2 separate regions of the Mus musculus genome follow, and region 2 is linked to region 1. A link is a contact called in public Hi-C data. All regions are on one chromosome and are shown on one strand. The core of a region is the stretch at or near the end of the contact, and the rest is flanking DNA. Distances in the headings are between cores, read along the strand shown. Region 1 has its middle 23 kb from the start of Tctn3. Region 2 overlaps Entpd1 (ectonucleoside triphosphate diphosphohydrolase 1).

The links. A called contact is a pair of places that touch in the nucleus more often than the background predicts.
Region 2: a Hi-C map of morula shows a contact between it and region 1, with 2.7 times the contacts expected there. The contact joins two enhancer-like sites. A contact is called at or near these places in 2 of 15 datasets of contacts at CTCF or cohesin (CD8 T cells and large pre-B cells), 18 of 484 Hi-C or Micro-C datasets (8-cell embryo, CD4 T cells, the G1E-ER4 cell line and 8 more), 12 of 115 datasets of contacts at active chromatin or transcription factors (CD4 T cells, CD8 T cells, the HPC-7 cell line and 5 more) and 4 of 9 other capture datasets (adipose tissue, embryonic stem cells, liver and 1 more).

The regions. Positions count from the first base shown.
Region 1 is chr19:40,631,802-40,638,375 of GRCm38.p6, forward strand. It overlaps a transcript of Entpd1 not described here. Among named protein-coding and RNA genes, the nearest start is that of Tctn3, 23 kb to the left of the region's middle. Within about 2 kb of position 3,595, at least 3 of the 459 cell types and tissues checked have an H3K27ac peak or open chromatin away from gene starts, as enhancers often do. A contact at or near this core is called in 8-cell embryo and morula, where this site is marked.
Region 2 is chr19:40,716,939-40,723,385 of GRCm38.p6, forward strand. It overlaps Entpd1 (ectonucleoside triphosphate diphosphohydrolase 1), which reads left to right. Exons shown (of 10, transcript NM_009848.4): 3 at 3,519-3,636; 4 at 6,149-6,299. Among named protein-coding and RNA genes, the nearest start is that of Gm41846, 11 kb to the right of the region's middle. Within about 2 kb of position 3,328, at least 17 of the 459 cell types and tissues checked have an H3K27ac peak or open chromatin away from gene starts, as enhancers often do. A contact at or near this core is called in 8-cell embryo and morula, where this site is marked.

The DNA.
Region 1 (6,574 bases), core at 2,345-4,844:
CCAGCACAGGTTCAGAAATCGATAAAGATCCCGTTAGTACTATGTGGTGATACATCTGAGCACTCTAGGCAATTTCTGAGATTTATTTGCTAAGACATGGAGCCCTAACATTTGGAAATGGGCTCACATGTGCTATTCATAGCATTTCCTGACCTTCAGAATTGTCCATGGTTTGGATATGTGGAGTTTTTATGTTTATTTGAAGACAAGGAGATATTTGTTTAATCAAGAGCAGGTCTGTCTTAACAAACCTGGATGATCAATAGAGCAGAGCGTTTCAATCTTATTTGTACTCAGAAAAACATCTTCTTGGTGACTGAGAGAGAGGCTGGTCAGGAAATGACTCCCAGGTCCTTACTTGTGCTTGGAAGCTGGGTAAGAATGCCTTGCAGATAATTTATATGTGTTCAGTTTTTTAAAAACCATAGAGTATTTGAATCATTACTCACTTTATTCATGGAAAGGATCCTCACTCATCCATCAACTTGCAGTGCATTGCTAGTGTCAGAGCTTAGTCGGAGAGTGTGATTATGCTAACTCCTATCTCCTGTTTATTGGCAAAGGCAATGCTTATAATCTGCACTATTATAAATATTTACAATTCCTTCAAGTACACGCCTTCTCTTATTTCACTCCACAAGTGTTATTACTACTAGGTGAAGGTTTCCCTTCTGTTCTTTTCTTCTGGAGGAAAGAAGAGACACGGCTAGTTTATTTGGCAAGGCAAGGGGAAGGAGACCACTCCAGGGACACACACACACACATACAAGGGATGGGGGTGACCTAGGAAGGTAACTCATTCAGTTCTGCTTGATGTATTTTTAAGATTTTATAAATATTCTTGAGGTGGGTGGCATATTCATGGAAGTAAGATGACCTTTTTTTTTTTTTTTTGCCCTCAAATCATAGTGGATTGAATCTCCTTTTCAGGTGTTTCCCCCTTGATCCTTGTGAAATGTTCACAAAAGAGGCTCAAAACCACAGCGCAAATAGTATTGTAATGAAGCCTGGTGCTTAGAGGGTTCAAACCTTTATTACTGTTCATGCATGGACATTGGGGCGGTTTGCCAGGGCCTTTGCTGGCTTAGTGGGAAGAATCCACCTGCAGCTTCAAGGATGATTAACCACAGGGGCATCTGCTCATCAGGAGGTGCAGCTGAATTCTCCTCGGTTACCTCATGTCTAACTCCCTGCCGTCTGCTCTCAATATCCGTTGACATAACTTCTCTCATGGAAAATTACAACCAAAGGTAAAGTAAAGGCATTCCTGTACAGTTTAAAAAGTGTTAGATATAGTTGGCCATGGTGGCACACAATTTTAATCCTAGCAGAAGCACGTAGATCTCTGTTAGTTCAAGGCCAGCCTGGTCTATATAGCAAGTACTAGGTGAGACTCTATCTCAACAAACAAACAAACAAACAAACAAGCAAACAAAATACCTTGCAGAAGATCAAAGTTTGAGTACCACCTCCCACTACCAGCAGTTCAAGAGCACCGATAATTCCAGCTCCAGGGGATCTAATGCCCTCTTCTGGACACCATGGGCATTTGCATGCACATGTGCACAGATGCACAAAATATATACATAATTAAAAATAAAGTCTTTTTAAAATGTAAGATGTAAACAGGCAAATGGTAGTATCTTACTTAGGGTTTCAATGCTGTGAAGAGACACTATGATGAAGGCAACTCTTATAGGGGAAAATATTTATTTGGGGCTGGCTTACAGGTTCAGAGGTTCAGTCCATTATCATCATGGTGGGAGCATGGCAGCATCTAGGCAGGCATGGTACCGGAGGAGCTGACAGTTCTACATCTTGTTCCAAAACAAGACAGGAGAAGACTGTCTCCTCAGACAGATAGGAGGAGAGTCTTAAAGCCTACCCCCACAGTGACACACATTCTCCAATAAGGCCACATCTACTCCAACAAGGCCACACTTCCTAATAATGACACTCTCTGGGCCAAGCATATTCAAACCACCACATTCCATTTCCTGGCCCCCATAGGCTTATTTAAACACATGAGTCTATGGGGGCCATACCTAAACATAGCATAATCCAAAATACATTTAGTCCAACTTCAAAAGTCCCCATAGTCTATCATAGTCTCAACAATGTTTAAAAGTCCAAAGTTCAAAGTCTCATCTAATCTCTTTACTCTAATCCCCTATAAAATCAGTCAAAAAAGCAGATCTAGACCTGCAAAGTCACAGGATATATATTGCCATTCCAAAATGACACAGTGAGGAAAAGTAAGACCAAAAACCAGCTGGGGAAACTCCAAACTCCATGTCTGGCGTCAAAGTGTTCTTCAGATCTCCAACTCCTTTATGCTTTGTTGACTGCAACATACTTCTTTCTCTTGGGCTGGTTCTCCTCCCTGTTAGCATCTTTTCTCAGCACGTATACCACAGTTCTGGCATCTCTAACATCTTAGGGTATCCAAGGCAACTTCAGCTTTATATCTCTTGTTCCCATGTCTGGGATCCACACATGATCGTCTGGCCCTTCCAAAGGTCTCGAGTCACATTTCCAGCCCTGCCCTCTGTAGCACTCCAGGGTCTGGTTGACTCCACCTCATTGCTGCTGCTCGTCCTGGAGATCATCCCATGGTACTGGCATTTCTAACATGCTGAGGTTTCTCACTGCAACTAGGCTTCACCAATAGCCTCTCATAGGCTCCCTTTATGGTGCCAAGCCTCAGCTCCTTTGCATGACCCCTTCAGTCCTGGGCCATCAACTGCAACTGAGGCTGCACTTTTACCAGTGGTCTTCCCTGGCCTCTCACAGTGCCAAGCCTCAGCTGCTCTCCATGACCCCTTCATGCCTTTAAAACCTGTACCATGTGATTCTTACTCATCACAAGTCCAGCTGTAGCACGAGGTACAACCTTGGCTATCTCTGGGACACAGCTTCTTTCTACTCTCAGAAAACCCTTCCCAGAAGATTTCACCTCAGTGATGCTGGTCTCTTAATCACCACTAATTTCTTAGCTCCAGCTAACCAACATCATTAATTGTCCCAGTAGTCTCCTACTCTTGATTCTAAAGCCAGAGCCACATGGCCGAAGCTGCCGAGTTCTGCTGGTTGCAGGAGCTGGAACATGGTCCCGCTTATTCTATTACCAGCTTTCTGTTTTTCTACTCCTTCGCTCCCAAAGCTTGGCTATCCTGGAACTTGCTTTGTAGCTTGACTTTGAACTCAGAGATCTGCATGGCTCTGTCTCCTGAATGCTGGGATTACAGGCTTATATCACCATGTCTGGACCGATGCTTTTCTCTACTTGGAACTGGCTCTGTTCTAGGCTGGCCTTGAACTCAGGGATCAGCTTGTCTCTGTCTCCTGGGATCAAAGATGTATATCACCATGTCTGGGCCTAAGCTTTTCATGGGCACTATTCCTCAAGATCCAGATCCAAAGCCTGTGTCTTCCAGCCTCACAATCTGGATCACAGTTGTGCTCTCTGTTTCTGGACTGTGGTTCATTTCAGATTAAAAGTCCAAATGAAAACAACTACCAAGTCCCTTGTTTGGCTGCAAAAGCATAAACAATAACCTCAGCAGGGTGGGATCTTGCCTCCAGGTCACCACTCCCTTAATCTGTTTGTCTCCTTGAACATAGGGTTCAGCGCCATTCTTCTTCCTGGTGCCCTTTTATTCTCTGAACTATACATTTTGTACTTTACCTTTCAAAGCGTGCTCCTTTTCATCAAAATGCTCTTCATACGAGTGGGCTGTAGTAACCACACAACAGAATTCGTACCAGGCTGCTTTGAGACTTCCTTTGTCAAAGCAACTAAACTAAATCTCTTCTCTTTAGCCTCAGGCAGACTCTTTGGACAATGGCGCAAAGTGGCTATATTCCTCACCAAAGCATCACAAAAACAGTCTCTAGGCCACATACTAACATTCTTCACTAAAATCTCCAGTTCTGTGCAGTTCAAATCATCCTCGGCACCAATGTCTTCTACATTCCTACTAGGATGGTCCAATAAGCCTCACTTCATTTCAGGGCTTCCCAAAGACAAGGTCCCCAAATCCACATTCCTCCAAACAAAAGCATAATAATTGAGGCCTATCACAGCAATGCCTCAATCCCTGATAACAACTTCTGTCTTAGGGTTTTACTGCTGTGAACAGACACCATGACCAAGGCAACTCTTTTTTTTTTTTCTTTTAAAGATTTATTTATCTATTATATGTAAGTACACTGTAGCTGTCCTCAGATACTCCAGAAGAGGGCATCAGATTTCATTACGGATGGTTGTGAGCCACCATGTGGTTGCTGGGATTTGAACCTTCGGAAGAGCAGTCAGCGCTCTTAACCGCTGAGCCATCTCGCCAGCCCCAAGGCAACCCTTATAAGGACAACATTTAATTGAGGCTGGCTTACAGGTTCAGAGGTTCAGTTCATTATCATCAAAAGAGCATGGCAGTGTCCAGGCAGGCATGGTGCAGGAGGAGGTGAGAGTTTTACATCTTCATCTGAAGGCCAACAGAAGACAACTTAGGAGGAGGGTCTCAAAGCCCACCCCCACAGTGACAAACTTCCTCCAACAAGGCAACACCTCCAAATAGTGCCACTCCCTGAGCAAACCATATTCAAACCACCACAGGTAGATTTTTGGTAGAGGTTCTAAAACTGATGCTAATACTTATGTGGTTATCCCTAGCAGGCCGATGATAAAGCTAGTGCCAAGCTGAAACTTTCACATTTAAAATGGCAGTTATACGAACACCAGAATAGTCACCTAGACATTCCGTGCAAATTTAAGTTCCTTCAATTTCCACCCCACCCCCCAAATCTTTATGTTAGTTTGTCATTTGGACCAATCTAGTTTGAGAATGTAAGACTAATAGTCTTGTAAGGTTTAGGGCTGAATTTATTTCTTATTGCTTGAATTCTCAATCTTTTTTTTTTTTTTTTTTAAAAAAAACGTATATTGTAATTGTAGCACTTAAGGTTGTGTTCCTACTGGCAGTCTACAGAAAACATACTGTGGATGCTGAACGTTATCTCTGGAAAATGACTTAGCTCCCCCTAACTGGAGACATTTTAAAGGCTTTTTCTATGTAGCCCATTACTAGTAACAAGCAAGTTCAAACTCAGTGTCCCTGCCTTACTCTCCCTAAACCGGTGACATTTTGCTTTTGTTTTTTTGTTTGGTTTGGTTTTCAGCCAGGGTCTCATGTGGTCTAGGCTGGTCTGGAACTCACTAGGTAGCTGATGCGGACCCTCCTGCCTTTAGTTCCCACATGGTAAGATTATCCACACCTGGCTCACCTGGAGGGTTTTTTTCAAAGTTATTTGACCAGCAGTGTAACTTAACTGACTGAATGAGTCTGGGTTTTGCTGGGCTGTCAGGCTGGAGCTGCAGCCATCTGATAGCTCCTTAGCAGAGTTCAGGAGGCCAGTGTCTGCTTCCTCAAGATGGTGTGATAATGTGTCGCAGCCTGAAGCAGAGATAGCAGCTCCACAGCAAAGCCCAGTAGACCTGCTTTACTGAAAAGGGCAGCCCCTTTCCTTCCCGACATTCTAAGTCTTCCTGCACCCCGCCCACTGCGGGAGACTTGAAACAATGGGAGAATGGCACCTTTGCATTCCCTCCTAGGAACTCCTGTATTTTGTAATGACATTAACTTTCCACCTTCCTCTACTTTGTCTTGGATGACAAAGAATGGCAAATGCTTGTTTACCCAAGAGGTGGCACATTTACAAGCACTCTCCTTTCCCAAAGCTACTTTCTGGAAAAACAAAACAAAACAAAAAACCAGCCGGGCAGGACCAGCTAAGCAGTGATGCCACACTGGGTGTGAGCTGAGGCTGCTTCATGCATAGTGTACCCTAGTTCTCCATCTATAGGAAAGCAGAACCGTTGAAATCGCCAGGGAGAGATAATGGTAATTTTGCTAATTCACTGGCTTTGGTTGTCGAAGCACAGGTGATGTTGGGCTGAGTAGTCCTCTAGTGGTCCTCTAGTGGAGCCTCCACTGTGGCCATTAAAAGAGAAGTGGACCAAGGAAGGACCATGGTTAGAGATGCGTCACTGGACTGTCACCGGACTGTCACAGGGCCCTCACTGTTTAGGGCTATGAGGAAGTGGTTGGAAAAACAAATCGCCCTGCAAGAAATAGAAGGAAACAACTAGAAAAACAACCGATGGCTTTATTAGAAACTGGTCTGGCTGGGTAGTCCTGGCTGAGGCAAACCACCATGTAAAGAAGTTAAAGACAAAAACAGTGGGTGAATCTATTAGAAGGCTCCTGTTGCTGGTTTCCTGACCTTCACAGTGGATTGCAGGCCTTGTGAGGGACAAGGAGTGCACAGTCTTGAGTGATAGTCCCTGCGTGGGGTATAAATAGAATATGGATTCTTTTTTTATTGGGGAGGGGAGATTAGTGGAAATAAAGTAATTTTCACCAAATTCTCCCTTTGAGAAGGATCCGTGATGGTGAATATTCGTCCAGATGTTTTCCTAAATGGAAGAGACACCAGGACAACACCATCCTATATGTTTCTTGAGTGTATTTCAAATCGGATTTGCTCCTTGTAAAACAGTACGAGATCCCGC
Region 2 (6,447 bases), core at 2,078-4,577, 85 kb after region 1:
GTCAACTGTTTGTTCTATGAGACAAGTTAGGAGGCAGCACAAAGCAGCCCTCAGCAGGCATGGTTCACAGGTTAGCCCTCCAGCACGGTGCACGGGCTGGAATGTCCCGTACCACCATCTCAAATACTTCCAAACAAATGTGATAATGTTTTCATCTCTCCACTGCCTCGCTGTGTAGGGCCCTAGAGAAGCAGGCCAACAGAAGCAAGGGCAGCCTGTTGGCTCTCCTGGAGAGGAGTCCTCCATGTTAACAAAAATAGAAAGAACGGGCCGTCCTGATTCCAGATAAAGGCTGCTTGCTGCAGTCTCTCTAGCTTCTATCATGAGCCATTGTGGCTGCAACATTTTCTGGTAGAAAGAACTCAGGGGCTCTGCTAGGGGACAGTGGAAAATTTCACTGTGTAACACAAGAGCCTTTACTCACACCCTGGGAGGTTTCCCTGGGGTCTCAAGGCCCTGGACCCCAACCAGCAATCCCTCCCCAACCACTGTGATCACCTAAGGCAGTTCCTGGATTCCCATGATTCAGAGAGGCTGCCCTCTTTGCTTCTTGATTGTACTCAGCATATATATGTATATGTGTATGTATATATATATATGTATATATACATACACACACATATATGCATATATATCATGATATATAATATATATGTGTGTACTCAGCATATATATATATCCATATATATGCATATATATCATGATATATAATATATATGTGTGTACTCTGCATGTATATATATATATATCCTTTTCTTTTTGAGCACATGAAACTAATTACTAAAGAGATCCCCCTCCAATACCTGCACTGTGCATAAGGACACAGAGAACACTGAGGAGTTATTGGAACATCAAGGATCCTCAGGAGGTCTGTACAGGGCTGCCTCCTAGTGAAACGGAATGACTTTAGGTACCTAAGAGGCTCTGCCTTTGGCTATACCTAGTGGCCAGGGAGGTCTCTTAAATTCTCACTCTTGTCTTTTCTACCTGTAAGCTCTTAGGTATTAATAGATGAGACAATGTGAACTTATATAATATAAATACATATTACAAATATAGTCTTTTTTTTTCAAGTGGAAGGCCCCATTTTGAACTGCACAGGCCCAAGGGCACCGCTGCTCTACTTTGCTTTGTCTCGCTTTCTCACTAGAGATGATTAGAGAACGAATGTTCAAGGGCTGGAGAGGTGGCTCTGATACAGCACTTGCTAGGTGAGTGTGAGGACCAGAGTTCTGATTCCCAGAGCACATACCTGCTGGAGGCCACAGCAGCATGTCTGTAAGCCCACCATTCAGAAGGTGGAGATAGGAGACCCCAGTAGCAAACTGACTAGACAGACCCAGACTAACTGTGTTGGCAACCCTGCCTCAGTGAACAAGGTACTTGAGGGAGACTCCTGGTGTCAGCCCCAGGCCTCCACGTGCACTTACTTACATGTGACCACATGCATGTGAACATCCGTACTCACAGGACACCGCTTACACTTATGTAAAATCAAACCACATGTGCTGTCATATTATCCTGATAGAGCCCATGGAAGGCATCACTAATCAAACCACATGTGCTGTCATGTTATCCTGATAGAGCCCGTGGAAGGCATCACTAATCAATATCAGATTTATCCCCAATTTTGTGAATATTAATTGACCAATATAGGCATTTGACAGTCTACTCCATGGGAGAAATAGCTTTAAAAGAAAAAAAGAAAAAGAAAAAAAATAAAGTTTTTATTCCATAAAAGCGAAATCTCATGAATGTTTAAAGCAGCTATATCTGTAATAGTCTCGATTATAAATAGTCCAAATGTCTGTCAACATTAGAATGAATGAAAACACAGTGACATTACACCTAGTGGCTATGCTATACGATGTCCCTTTGCTACAGCTCAAAACAGACAAACGTCATCTTTGGTGACAAATGTCAAAGCAGAGATTGCTTCTTGGGGAAAATGACTAAAGGAGCACCAAGAAGCCTCCTGGGCCCACAAGTGTTCTGTATTTGATTTGTCTAGTGTCGGGTGGGTGTGCACTGTGCAGAAGTACACTGGGGCTTGTCCTCACGTCTGTACACTGTGCCAGAGTCGTCCTTGCATCCTCATGTCTGTACACAGTGCCAGAGTCGTCCTTACAGATGTCTTTAGAAGGGATCTCCACGATGCCTGGCTTTGTGCTCAGCCCTTGTTCCATGTTCCACAGACAAGGTCTTGATTCTGAGGCTAAATCAGACTAGATTTATTAACTACCTTCTGGTATTTCTCATCTATATAAAAAGGATTAAAAATAGCCTCTGCTTCTTGGCATTGTTCTGAGTTCAAATAAAGTAATTCACGTCTAAAACACTTCACACGATCCATCCCCGCTTGGTGCATCATCAACTCACTCACGATACCCAATGTGGTGCCTTTGGTCCCGCCCTTTTTCCCTCTAACCACCTAGTTCATATTTATGCTGCTTTTTCTTCTCATCTTCTGTGCTTCAGGTACACATGTATATATGGACATGCCTGCACATTTGTGCACATGCATGTGGAGATCAGAAGGCAACCTCAGGTGACATTCCTCCACAGGCACCATCCACCTTATTCTTTGAAATGGAGCCCTCCCTGGGGCCTGGGCCCTGCTGATCAGGACAGGCTAGCTGACCAGTGAGCCTCAGCCGCACCCGAGGCCTCGCACTGTCGGGATTGCAGGCACAGCACCACGCCCAGCTTCTCACATGTGTGCCGGGGCTCAGAGGCCTTTGCTGCTTAAGCTGCCCCCCTGTGTTCCCGGATCCCCGATTTCCTCAACTCCTGCAGCCCCCTCCTCCCTTTAAAGAGCTGCAGACACCAAGTGCATCTGTCTTAAAATATGCCAAATACAGCTTTACAGTTTCCTGAATTAAAAAAAGCAAGCCTTTCTCTCTTTAAAATAGAATTCCACAGTCACTGAACCCAAATCAGTTGCATACATTTATCACATCTCTGCAGCCTCTGTGGGCTAGCCCAGTGGTTGCCAGGCTTGTCTGCGCATTAGGATCCTACAGGATCTCATGATGCTGCTGGTGAGCAGACCACTCTAAACCAGCGTCTGAGGTGGGACGGGGTGGGGGTGGGGTGGGGGTGGAGTGGGGGTGGGGCTCAGCCTCTGTAGCTCTCAGCTGATACCAGGGTGTGGACAAGTGTGAGAAGCCATGGTTTTCTGTTTCTTTCATAGTCTCCACTGCTTCAGCCTGTGGGATTGATCCCAGCTTCACACTAGAATAACTGAGCATTTCCTAAATAGCCCCACGGCTCAGGCCCGCCCCGGGTAAGGCCCGGATGTTTCTAAGGTGCAGCCTTATCTAGAGTGATGCACTGATAACCCTTGGCACTGGGGGTGGTCGCTCTAGTTCTCAGCACCAAATGTTCCACTTAGCTTAGAGAGAGAATTTTCTCTTTATGGTTTGAAAATTCCCACCTCTGTCTACTTCCTTTGCAAGCTAAATATGGAGAAGTGTGGTGTCGTGCTAATAAGTGTTTTACATTTGATTTGCCCTCAGTATGGGATTGTGTTGGATGCGGGGTCATCTCACACCAACCTGTACATCTACAAGTGGCCGGCCGAGAAGGAGAATGACACAGGGGTGGTGCAGCAGTTAGAGGAATGCCAAGTGAAAGGTAAGACGGGGGCGGGGCACGGAACGGGAAGAGCGGGCCACAGGAATGTGAGAGGCGTGAGGATCTGCCGTTGGTATTTTATTATCACTGTAAAATGACACTGAGCCAGGCCTAGTAGCACAGGCTGGAAAGCAGGTGGATCATCAATGTTCAGGCCAGCCTGGACCACCTAGTAAGACTCCGCTTTAAACAAGACACAGATGTAGCTCAGCGGTTGTAGCATATGCCTCACATGCATGAGGCCCTGTGGTCAGTCCTTATTACTACTGCCAGTAGTAACAATAATGTTGAGATCAATTCTTGAAAAATAGGCAAATTTAAAAATAGCTGAAGGTGTCACTCAATGGTATTGTACAGGCTTAATATTCATGATGTTCTAGGTTAGGTTCTCAGCAAAACACACACACACACACACACACACACACACACATGAACTGAGCAATAGTAGCCCTCGTCAATAGGGCATGTCTGTGTATACTTGTATCATGCTTACAGCAATGTATCATGAACTCAGCACACATTTTTCACTCTCATGATCTGGTAGGTGAGCAGCAGCAGCTCTGTCCTAAAAACAAGGGCTGCGAGATAAGACAGCTCATGCCACGTGTTTAAAGTTACTTAAGTTGGGGACTGATGGATCTGGCTGACATATCCACATCTCAGCCGTGGTTCTCAGACTTGAAATGGCCTAGCACTACCTGGGGTGGGGGTTGGTGGGAGCTCTTAGCACACAGACATAGGGCCGCCTACAGCCAGAGATCCCAAGTCAACAGGTCTGGGTGGGAGCCTGGGGCTTTACATTTCTACCAAGTTCCCTGGTGCTTCTGGTGGGATGCTCGACCTCTCTTCTTATTTTCTATTTTCGGCTCAGACTGCAACCTGGAGGAAAACCTCAAAAGCTTTTGTTCTCTTCAGAGGCAGAGAAGAGTAGATCACAGACTTTTAGGGTGGGGAGGGGGGCGGGGGGGGGGCGGGGGGGTGTCATTTAAATCTCATTTTCCAGGGAAGGAAGCTGAAGCCTGGAGGACCCTGTAAGTTTCGAGAGTCCAGATGGTGGTCCAGGCCCCTAGCCACACTACAGGCTCCCACAGAAGCACTGCTGATAATCTCCCCCATACCCCGTCCCAGCCAAAGTCACTTTTAACATCACACCTGGAGGATGGCTGATAGCTCAGCTACCCTGACTTGCTCTCCGCCACGCGCCCCTGTGAGCTTTGTCTCTGCTGGCCTTTTGAGCCAAGAACACACTGGCTTTTTTTTTCAAACAGGTCGTCTAGATCTCAGGAGAGACGTGACTTTTAATCTGATGGCGAATAGCTTCCACTGACCTTTGTAATTTGCCAAGGAACTGGGCAGGGTTAGAAAGAGAAAGCCACTCTCCCTGGACCCTGGTGTGCCAGTACTGAGGCCTTGCTACGACCGAGGCGGTGCTCATGAAGGTTCTTTCTTCTGAGGATCATCTCATGAATGCATGTGTTTGAACCCACACATACAGAGTTAGCAGAACGCTGAGGTCAGATTTCCTGAATCAGAAGCAAGCCACTAACAGAGCTTGGGGCTTCTCATTATGTTACACAAACAGGCGTTTAAAAAGCCCGTTTGAATAATCACCTTGAAAGCAAACTCTTGGTAGGAAGCAGTCGAATTCACCTCAGGGTAGGAGTCTTGGCTCCAGTCCTCTCCATAACAACCGTTAGTTTGCTCTAAAATTGAAATAACAGTCTTAGTAGGGAGGCAGGGGTACCAGAGCAGAAAAGACTCAGGGTCTGCAGACTCTGTTTCTGTTTATTCTAACAAAGGAAGAAACCCCATAAATGTTAGGGCATACTCTATGACATAACTAGTTAATGACACACTCTGTCTTTTCAGGAAAAGCCAGCGTGTTGGGTACTTTCCACTAAATGCCATCTTTACCTAGGCCCTCTAGGAACTAATGTTGTTAATTACAGCTCTGTGGAAAGGATCATTCAAAAGAGGCCAACAGAGAACCCACTGTAAGAGCTGCATTAGTGCCAGAGGATGTGAAATGGCACCACCTTGTGGCCAAATCAATGAACACCAGGTTTTACCAGCAAAATTTTAAAATTACAAGATTTAAAAAATACAATACTACATATACATGTGTTAGCTACTTTTTTTCCAAGACTTTAATGAAATACTTGAGAGAGAAACTTAAGGGAAATAGGGCTTATATTGGCCCTTGCTTCTAAGGGAGACATGTCCATCATGGTGGGGAAACCATGGCAACAGGAGCTTTGCAGTCCACATCCTAACTCCCCAGGTAAACCTCTCTGCAAACAGCCTCACAGACACACCCAAAAGGGTGCCACGCCCATCCACTAGGTGCTTCTGACTGCAGCCGCTCTCCCCGCTAAGAAATATAACCCAATGTACGCCATGCCAAGAAGCGTTTCCTCCCATTTTCCTAGCAAACACTTTTAAAAAATATGGTCAAGGTAGACGCTCCACACTTTTTCTTTTAAAGGTTTTCACCGACTGTATCTTCCCTCAGGTCCTGGAATCTCAAAATATGCTCAGAAAACAGATGAAATCGGTGCGTACCTGGCCGAATGCATGGAACTGTCCACCGAACTGATACCAACATCCAAGCATCACCAGACTCCTGTCTACCTGGGAGCCACAGCAGGCATGCGCTTGCTTAGGTAGAGTGATATGCTGGGACCAGCATGCTAGGAGCTGGAGGCGGTGCTGAGATGCCTGACATTATGGGACTTGTAGCTACCTCACACGCCAAGTCCTGTTCTGGGAAATAAGTTTTATTAAGTTTTTATAATGCAAGTTTCAAGTATC